Regions from separate parts of the Mus musculus genome. Here regions 1 and 2 are each linked to region 3. The links are chromatin contacts, called in public Hi-C and promoter capture Hi-C maps. All regions are on one chromosome and are shown on one strand. The core of a region is the stretch at or near the end of the contact, and the rest is flanking DNA. Distances in the headings are between cores, read along the strand shown. Region 1 holds the start of Rab37 (RAB37, member RAS oncogene family). Region 2 holds the start of Ttyh2 (tweety family member 2). Region 3 holds the start of Cog1 (component of oligomeric golgi complex 1).

Region 1 (3,076 bases), core at 497-2,996, 1.5 Mb before region 3:
GTTGATTGTGGGGCAGAGATGTCAGAGTGGGTCGGAAAGGAAGGGATGCAAGGCTGAGTTCCCGAATTATAAAAACCCTACTGTGTGCTTTGGGGAAATTTTCATCGGCTTGCCCACCATAGTAGGAGGAAAGTGGGGGTGGGGTGGGGGAGTGGGGCTCGTTCCTTTGCAGCCTTTCTGGAGCTTGTCAATGACTAACGACAAGATTGATGGGGACCACTTAAGAAGAGTGCCCAAGACCCCAGACCTAAGGTGCTCCAAGGATCTTTTCTCATCATGCTCTTTTCCCACAGCTACAGACTCAGGACTGGGCCAAGCCTGGCAGGCTGGGGGTCAGCTATTTTGCAGGTGCTCCCAGCAGGCACTCTGATGGCTCTGGGGCCCCAGCCATACAGGGGGAGGGAGGGAGGGAGGCAGGCGAATACCGGTATTTGTGTACTTTACAGATCACAGCTGCCTTGAGCAAATGATGCAGCCGGTCACCCAGCCCATCAAGTCCACCAAACACAAACAGCTGCTCAGCCTTGCCACCTCCTAGGTAAACAGCTCAGTTGTCCTGCAGGGCTAGGAGGTCAGGAGATCCCCATCAGCCTGGGGGTGGGGGCTGGCCATCAGCAACTCCCCTCCCCTGAGGACTTAGAGCCCCATTTCCTGCCACAAGCCCACACAGGACGCCTATCTCAACGTCTCTGGGTGGGTAGGCTGGCTGACTGGCTTCCCCTGAAACCCTAGGGGGTGGAGATGTGAAGCTCCTAGTGAGAGTGAGATCTGGTGTTTGAGAGGAACCAAGACCCTGAAAGAGGCAGGTACCCTTCAAGACCAGGCATCACTTCTACCTGGCATAGCTCTTACTTCTCTCTCCTAAACCCTGTAGAAAAATAGTGCAAGAGGCTGGCTGGCTCAGCATCTCTTTTTAGAGTTCCATGTACTTGCTTAAGCCAAGGACACCAATAAGAGAGGTGGTGACAGACATCCTTTTATTCAGGGCATTCCTGCAGAATGTATGCACCCCAGAGAGTTGCCTTTAAGGTCGTCGGGGGGCCGGGCGGGGGGAGGGGGAGAGTGGGCCATGGTCACTAATTGCCATGTTCTTTCTCAGCTTCTGAAAATTCCCAAGTGGACTTGTAGGCTGGCTACATGCAGCCTGGGGTGTTGGGAAGGAGCTGTGAGTCTATGTCTGGAGGCAGTGGGGAGGGGAAGGGTGGGATGTACCGCTGAGTGGGGACCCAAAGCACTGCACGCCTGTGACAGGTGTCACTTTTTGAGGCTTAGCTCAAAAAGGGCATTAACCTTGAGATGCCTCTGAAGGCGGGGATGCCCTGTCTGTGTCTTCAGAGAGTCCCTGTCTCCCAGTATTCCAAAGTGTGGCAGAAGGAACTGGGTTTTTGTTCCTAGGGTGGGGGAGTCTTAGTCTTTCAGATCTGCCTTACCCCATGCCCTCCGAGGTCAGCCTAGAACCCTAGAGACTGGGATGAGCCCAGGGGTTATGCCCCAGACCAGAGACCCAGCTGACACTTCCAGAAGAGGGGTGTAGACAGGGAAGGACAGGGTCCTAAGGCAAAGGACATCGGGAGGGATGTCCCTAAGTGCCGGCCTGGGGGGTCCCCAGCACTGAGCGCAGAGCCCACCCACCTTGCCGGTGAGATCGTAGTTCGGGCTGAAGGGCGGGGAGCGCTCAGGGGCCTCGCCATCCCCAGCGGTAGCAGCTCCTGGTGTGCCAGTCATGTCCCCGGACAGTCAGAGGTGAGCCCGGCTCGAAGCAAGCGAGGGAGAGCGAGGAACCGCCCTGCCCTAGGCTCCGCCCACTCCTCCCTCCCCATCCACCAACCGGCTCGGACCCTGATAGACTCCTCCCTCCGTCCCGCCATCCCCTCGACGACGCCAGCCAGGACGTCTGAGACTCGCAGAATGCACACCCTAGGGAGTGGCAGTCCCCCTGAGAGACATTAGCCTAGTTTAGTGCTCTTACAGCACGGAATGAGTCCTGCTACAGGACCAGCCCATTAAGGTCGCAGTGGTGAAGTTAGATTGCCATCGAGGCTGCGGACCCGGGAGACCCAGCTAGCTGCGGAAGGTGTGGGGCTTGGTTTCCTACTGCGGCAATGCAGTGGCCAGCAGGGCGCGCCCGAGCTCCAGCCAGTTGACAGTCCGGTACTTACCTGCAGGCAAGAAGCTGGGGACGTCCCTGAACAATGTTGGACAGGAAGTTGCATTCTGAGACTAGCACCCAAGCGGTTCTGATAGACCTCAGCTCATCTGAGCCTACTTTTTCACCGACACTCACCTTGGAGCGCACTGACCATCTGGGGAGCTCCTGGGTGGTGCTAACACTTGGAGCTCTTTGCCATGTTTCTCCCTCATTTGTTAGTCTAAGCCCCTGATGTCCTCCCACCACGGGAAGGTGAGCTCTTGAAGCCCATCTTTCCAAGGGGACAAGATAGGGCCAACATTATTCAGGGAAGGCCTAGGCCTAGCCACCGAGTGGGTGCCACAGGAATTCATGAAGTCGTGGGTCGTTTTGAGCTGTTTCTAGTACAGCCCAGGAACCCTGCAGCTCCGGATGACGGGGGATATGGAGAATCTGGGGTTGCACATACCAGGGTTCAGTAGCTTGTGGGCCAACTTTTCAACATCTCAACGCTGTATAGAAAGGAACAGGATGCGGGGACTGGATGCGGGGTGTAGGAAGGGGGTTGGGCCCCTCAACTTTTTAGGTGAGGGCAGTGAGGGCTGGCTTTGGGGTGACTATGACTTGGGAAATGGCTGTGTACATCAGCAGGAACTATTTCATGACAGCTGAGAGGAGATCCCGGAGCCTGGATGGAGGTGACTTTGTCGAGGTGGGAATTGGAGAGGGGTAGTGGCTTGCCCCTTGCTCACCGTCCACTGAAAACTAATGTTGTGGGGGTACATCGTGTCCCCCAAGAGATATGCTGAAGTCCTAGGCACTGGTACCCAAAATGTGTGTGGCCTTCCTTGGCAACAGGAACATTAGAGATGTAGGTTAGAACTGGGCCATACTGGAATAGGGGTTCCGTGATGGTTAATACTGATCATTAACTTGGCAGGCCCTAGA
Region 2 (3,168 bases), core at 141-2,640, 1.0 Mb before region 3:
GACTCTGGGGTACTGGCTCTTCTTGGGCAGAGCACAGCACACGGTTCGGGAGCCCCTGGCCTCAGAACGAGGACAATCTGGGAGGACAAGAAGCCACTCCTGGGCAGTCTAGAGAAGCCCTGCTCAGCCAGATGCCCCACTATGGAGATTAGGACACCGTGCCAACCACTGCAGGTCAAAGTCCAACATGAGCACAGTGCTCTGAACTAATAATGGGCCTCCTCCCAAGTCGCCTCAGCCCCTGAATCTTTGACCCAGCAGAGGGAACTGACTCAGCCGGGCCGCAGAGGCCGCCGTGGGTTTAACCGCGGCTGAGATCTGCTGAGAGACCGTTGCAGGGTCTGGAAAGGAGGTCAGAAGCCTGGACCTGACCTCCAAACCCGCAAGGGAACGTCCCCCTTCATCAGGGACAGTTAAGAAGTATAAAGATAAGGAGGGTAGCTGGCCCGGGAACCAAGACCTCAGAATTTCAGAGCCTAGAAGTTTATAGGGAAGGAACACCAGAACAGACGGGGTAGATGCTGGACGTGGTGCGAGACGGGGTGGATCTGAAGCCACCTTCCATCCTGGACTCCAACAGCTGTGGGGTTTTGGCATCCAAGAGATTAGTCACCCACGCCGCTTCTTTCAGCCCCGCAGCCTTTGTGAAGAAGCCAAGGCAGAGGTATTGGCAGTGGCTGCTACCCTTCAGGCTGGGGCTGGGGCTGGGGAAAGGAGCGCAAAGGACTCCGGAGACTCAAGTCGGTTTCTGCCTAAACTTTTTCTCAGGCCATCAGGGCCGGGAGAGAAATCGTCTGGTGTCGGGAGTCTCAGAAGGGGAACTTTGCAGCACCTCTAAGCACCCACACACCTCGGCCGCCAGTCACGCCGATTCAGATGCCCCACCCCCACTGTAAGTCTTTGGAAGGCTCAGCCCCCGCCACCCGAGCGCAGCCTCCGCGTCCTTCCTCTTCTTCCCCAGTGTTTCCAGCTTTACCAACTCCGAGATTTCCAGCTAGGTCGAGCGTCCCGGCCAAGGAACCCGGGAGAGCTGAGAGGGCCCAAATGGGGACCAAGGGGGTCTGAGAAGCGCGGAGAGCGCGGGATGCCGAGGCAAGAGAGAAAGGAGTGGGACCTGGGCGAGCGCAGGCCGGCTCTGGCTCTCACTCTAAGGGTCCCTCTCCGTGGCTCGGCTCATGGGCTTACCTCCTGGTAAGTTTCGTCGCCGGGGCTGAAGGTGCTGTCTACTCGCTGCAGGCGCAGGCCGAGGTGCGGAACGCTGTGCAGCCACACGACCCACCAGGGCGCGATGTACTCCACTCGCGCCGCCGGCATGGCTTGCACAAGCTGCAGCGGGTCCACTGCCCCTGCCAACGCCGCTACCACCACTACCCGGCTCGGAAGCGACCCGGCCCCGCCTCGCCTAAACCCCGCCCCATATCCAGCCCTAGGCGAGGACACGCCCCACCATGCACGAGGCTCTGCTCAGGTCCCGCCCCCACCTCGGGCCCTGCCCCACCCCTCCTCTTGAGCCAATTCCTGGACACACACACCCACTCCAGAAATTGGGCTCAAAAACATGCCCTGATCCTTGCTATCAACATCAGAATAGTGGCCCAGGTTTGATGGTGCGTGCCTTAGGATGGTAAGGCAGAAGGATCAAGAATTCAAAGGTCTTCCTCAGGTCTGTTATGAGTTGGAGGCCAGCCTGGGCTATGTGAGACCTGATCTTAAAAAAAAGGCAAGATTTTGAAAAAAAGACTAAAGAGCCAGTGGATAATTAGTAATCATTACCTAGGAGGCTGGGCTAGTCCCTAATTCATTCTACTATTACTATTATTATTATTAATTATTCCCCAGACTGGGCCTCACTATGCTTTCTGTCCTGGAACTCATTATGTAGAGCAGCCTGGCCTTGAAGCTGGGAGCACAAGGGTCTTTTTTTTTTTTTTTTTTTTTTTTTTTTTTTTGGTTTTTCGAGACAGGGTTTCTCTGTAGTCCTGGCTGTCCTGGAACTCACTTTGTAGACCAGGCTGGCCTCGAACTCAGAAATCCGCCTGTCTCTGCCTCCCAAGTGCTGGGATTAAAGGCGTGCGCCACCACCGCCCGGCTTGCACAAGGGTCTTAAGCAGGAGGTAGGTGGTGGGCAGGTACCAGTCAACACGTTAGGTGGCAAACTCGAGAGCCAAGTCAGGGCCAGGCTTGGTTGGGCACAGCGCTGGGGAGCCAGCTGGAGGGAGGATGCTTAGTGCTGCAGGCAGAGGAAGGAAAGGAGACCCCAGAGAGGGCAGGGAGAATTTCTAACTAGGTGCTGTGGTGCCCCTAAAACAGGCACTCTTGCTCTATCAAAGAACCTTGCTAGGAGTGCTTCCCTGCTCCCTGGCCGCTAGGACTTCTCACAGTCAGCTCTGTTCTATAGTTGCTAGAGCCTGGCTGCTACATCTGCCCCGGACAGCCGAGGCACCATCAACCCCCTAACCCACCTTGTTCTCACAGATGTCTCGCTAGTCCAGGATTGTCTAGGAATCCTCCCGAGCCTAGGACACCTAGTGATGAGCAAAGTCTCTTTCCAGTTTCCTGTCTTTCCACGTGTTTAGTAGGGAGGGGAGGCTCTAAACCTCGGTGATTATAAACACGTCCAGTGCTTTTGTCCTGAGCTGGCATGAGGGTGGCTAGCTTGGGGGGTGCCTCCACAGGGAACAGTTAGGCTGATGTCTCCAGAGGATTCCATGGTGGGTAGAAATCTTGTGGGGTGAGGGACTAATGGGCAGGGGAGAAAGGGAATCCAGTCAGGAAACCCCAAGATCTGCAGTGCAAGGGCCGGGCTGGGCTGTGGCTGCTTCCCAGTGGCCAGGGTCGGGGAGCGGCTTCTGAGTTGATGGAAATGTTCTGTGGACTTGAAAAGCCCACATCCCTGTACAGCTAAGACTTATAGGCCTACACCCAGTCTTTTCTAGTAAGACAGGTCTTGCTATAGTCCTGATTTCCTGGAACAATGTAGCCCAGGCTGGCCTGAACCTTGTAAGGGAAGTGAGGGCAGTTGAAGCACAGGGCTGACTTAGGTGCCCTCAGCCTTAGGACCTGATGTAGACCCCTGTAGCCAAGCAGAGAAATGTGAAGCAACTTCCCAGAGGCCCCTCTTGAACCTCAGTCACAGGCAAGAGATACAGCCTTAGCCAGAATCCCGAG
Region 3 (3,195 bases), core at 81-2,580:
ATTTTCTACTGCCATTCTAAATTATTCATATTTTAAAAATTCAATTTCCCAAGAATTTCTTTCTTTAATTAGAATGTAAACTTCAAGAACATCTTGGGAGGCTCCTGTTTATGATTTGAACGGAGAGGGCATTCCCCCAGAAATGCACCAGCCATAACCATGAAAATCAATCCATTTCTAAGACTGGGCTTACATAGTTGAAGCTAGCCAGCTAAGTCTGTCCATTTGGGAAGGGGGCTGTACTTAATGTGTAGCTTAGGGAGTGACAGGCTGACAAAGTTCCAACCTTCTTTGCCCACGTTCATTATACTGCCCTAGTTTTTTTGGCTTGGATTTTCTGACACCTAAGTAGCGCAAGAAAGCTGGCTCCACATGTGGGCTAGTGTGCTTTTGTAATTTCTTCTTCTGTTACAGTAAGTTCTCCTAGGTTAAAAACTATTTACCCTCGGCGCCCTCTGCTCATTCCTAAGCCAACACCCAATGTCAGAATTCGATCCGCATCGGGTCTTAAACGTTTCATGGGAGGACATCAGGATACCCTGAGTTTTTTAAACCAGCCTGAAATGAAACTGCTCACCTATTAAAAGGGGGAGGGTCTGACGGCTGAGGCTACCCTCCCCCAATTCTCCAGGCTCGGTCGGGCTCAGGGTGGGATGGGGAATGAATGAATGACTTTGACAGGAAGGTGTGAGCTAACGGGAGAGATCTGACAGTCGAGAGACCCCTGGCGTTTTCAGTTAAAAGGGAAGGAGAGCGCAGCGAACCCACGGGAGGCGAGGGAATCGTCCGGAAGTCCGGGAAGGCTCCCGGAGCAAAAGGCCGGCTGGCTTTTCGGCAGCGGACCAGCGTCCCGAGGAAGGCCCGCAGACGCCTCCCGGTAGCCCGCGGCGGCGAGGGGCGGGCTCCTCCGGCGGAAGGTGAGGGGTGGGGTCCGCCGGGCGGCGGGGGCGGAGGGACGTGGCGGGTTCGGATCCCGGACTGACCTGCGGGGCCCGTGGGACCCGGGGCGCCACGGAGCCGGCCTGGCGGAGGCGGGCGCAGTATTGATCGGTGGCCTGCACGGCGTCCACCAGGCCCTCGGCGCAGCGGCGCATCTGGCCGATGGTGTCCGCCGCCTCGATCAGGTCGCGGTACCGCTCGCCCACCATCTGCCGCAGCTCCTCCTTCTTGTGTTCGATCTCGGCTCGGACCTGGCGCTCCAGCCCGCGGATCTCCTCCGCTCCATGAGTCTCGAAGAGCGCGTTGGGATCGCGCAGATCCAGCCGCTTGAGCGCGGAGGAGGCGGTCGCGGCCGCCATGGTGCTAAGCCAGGGATCCGCCGGCCGCTTCCGCCTGCCAGCCCCGCCCCGCCCTCCCGCCATCATGGATGGGGGCGGAAGTGCTTCCGCCAGGTCGGGAGCCTCGGTGGTCCCAGGGACTGAGCCTCGGTGGCAGTGCTGCTCTCCAGAGCTTATTTTTTACTGTTACAATCTCCCTTCTCTCTCCTTCACTCTTCCTTCCTTCCCTCTTCCTCCCCATTCTCACCCTATGTAGGTGGAGTACGTGCGACAGAAACAGATGCGCGCGGAGGTCATAAGTTGCAGGAGGCTCACTCCTGCCATGAGGATCTCAGTATAGAATTTTAGATGGAATTTTATCGGCTTTGGCGGCAATCGCCTTTGCCTGCTGTGCCATCTCGCCTACCCTGAGCGCTCGTTTCCTTAGAGAAGCGAAATAGTTAAGGTTGTACTTGGTGGTCAAAGTCTTAGTGGCCCGGAGCCCCTTGCGTCGCACCCAAACCCTTTCCTGGGGAGGGAAGAGCTTCACCGTGGGGTTCATTATGGTAAAGATGCACGTATGGTCGTGTTGCTGTCGGTCTTACATGCATGCACGCTTTTGCCTTCGATAGACCATCACAGCAACCAGGACTGGGCCTTGGGACTCTTCCCTTAGGACTTGGCAGCTGGAGATCTGAGTGACGGCTGTGGTCCACCTTGTTACCTGGGTCTTCTATTTTATTTAAATATTGTTTAGTGGCCACAAAATGGGTTTCCCTGTTACAGGCCTCCTGTGGTGGAGAACGATGGGGAGTCCATGATGCCAGAGGATTGGACATCCTGAGATTGACCCAGTAAGAAAACCTGGACGTTCTGGCTTGCTGTTCATAAGTCCGTTCAGGGCCCTTCGTTTTGGAAAAGTTTGCTGAAGAATTCTTTCCTATGTTAACACAGAGAAAACAGTATTGTGTGTTCAGCAGCCCTGTACCACAGACAGCCTCTGGGTTTTCTCTCCCGTTCACCACTGCCACTACTTCGAGGCAAATGTCACAGCAATAGATTGATATCTAAATAAGGGGGTTTACTTACGACATTCCAGCAAGAAGAGTCCCTGCTCTATGCACAACTGAAGCCCAGGGAATTTTACTTACCTCGGGGAAGGGGGTTAACTCAGAACTCAAGCCACTTGGCTTGAGATACCGCCTACGCGTCAGAGTTCCCCCAGCACAGCGCGCCCCCTGGTGGCGCAGCGGTGACGTGCAGTCCTTTCTATAGTCCCGCGCTACCGGCTGCTTTGGTGCTGTTTTGCTTCTGAGCCTGCAGAATCTGTCTTCCGTGTTTGGAAGCGCTTCTCTGTCAGGCAGAAACTTTCCCCAGGACTTCTTGCACCTACTGTGCCAGCCTGGGGCCTGGGACTGGTCCACAAGACCTTCTTGGGCCTTTGAAGGCAGCGATGCCCTGGTGCAGGGATTTCAGCCTTGTAGAGGCTAGGTCTCACCCACAACACCTAGTGTGCAGGACTGGCAGGGACAGTGGCTGCAGCTGTAGTTTCAGGTGCCAGCGCTGGTGATGGGTATCTGCAGGTTGGATCACCCTGTGGTATACCTTGGATTAGGAATGTTCGCCCTCTCTTTGCTCCTGTCTCTTCAGCTTAGTTGCACATCCTGCCCAGCAGCTCACTGTGTTATCAATACATCCATTTTCTCTGAAAATCAGAACCGTGGTCTGTAGCTTGCCCTGGGAGCCTAACACTTATTCCTCAAGCTTCCAGTTCCCCAAGAGTTAGTAAGCTAACACCTTTCCTACACTGAGGGGAACACGATAGGCTATGATCAGTTCCATGTGGGACTAGGGGCTTCTTGTATGATGGCTTTGGCAAAGGCCACTCTGCCCAATGTGTTTTGAGACCGGCATTTGCTTTTCCGTCTTTTGTGCTGTT

The links. Promoter capture Hi-C pulls out the DNA fragments that hold promoters and counts their contacts. A called contact is a pair of places that touch in the nucleus more often than the background predicts.
Region 1: a promoter capture Hi-C map of liver shows a contact between it and region 3, with 6 times the contacts expected there. The contact joins the promoter of Rab37 here to the promoter of Cog1 in region 3. A contact is called at or near these places in 2 of 39 promoter capture datasets (liver and pre-B cells) and 1 of 115 datasets of contacts at active chromatin or transcription factors (pancreatic cancer cells).
Region 2: a Hi-C map of the G1E-ER4 cell line shows a contact between it and region 3, with 6 times the contacts expected there. The contact joins the promoter of Ttyh2 here to the promoter of Cog1 in region 3. A contact is called at or near these places in 1 of 39 promoter capture datasets (liver), 1 of 15 datasets of contacts at CTCF or cohesin (pro-B cells), 4 of 484 Hi-C or Micro-C datasets (all in the G1E-ER4 cell line), 6 of 115 datasets of contacts at active chromatin or transcription factors (T-cell acute lymphoblastic leukemia, embryonic forebrain, kidney and 3 more) and 3 of 9 other capture datasets (adipose tissue, liver and pancreatic islet).

Annotation. Positions count from the first base shown.
Region 1 is chr11:115,152,848-115,155,923 of GRCm38.p6, reverse strand. Rab37 (RAB37, member RAS oncogene family) reads right to left here and starts at 1,746. Exons shown (of 9, transcript NM_021411.4): 1 at 1,633-1,746. The coding sequence starts at 1,725.
Region 2 is chr11:114,673,690-114,676,857 of GRCm38.p6, reverse strand. It overlaps Ttyh2 (tweety family member 2), which reads right to left and starts at 1,390. Exons shown (of 14, transcript NM_053273.2): 1 at 1,186-1,390. The coding sequence starts at 1,314.
Region 3 is chr11:113,647,664-113,650,858 of GRCm38.p6, reverse strand. It overlaps Cog1 (component of oligomeric golgi complex 1), which reads right to left and starts at 1,330. Exons shown (of 14, transcript NM_013581.3): 1 at 984-1,330. The coding sequence starts at 1,298. It also overlaps a transcript of Slc39a11 not described here.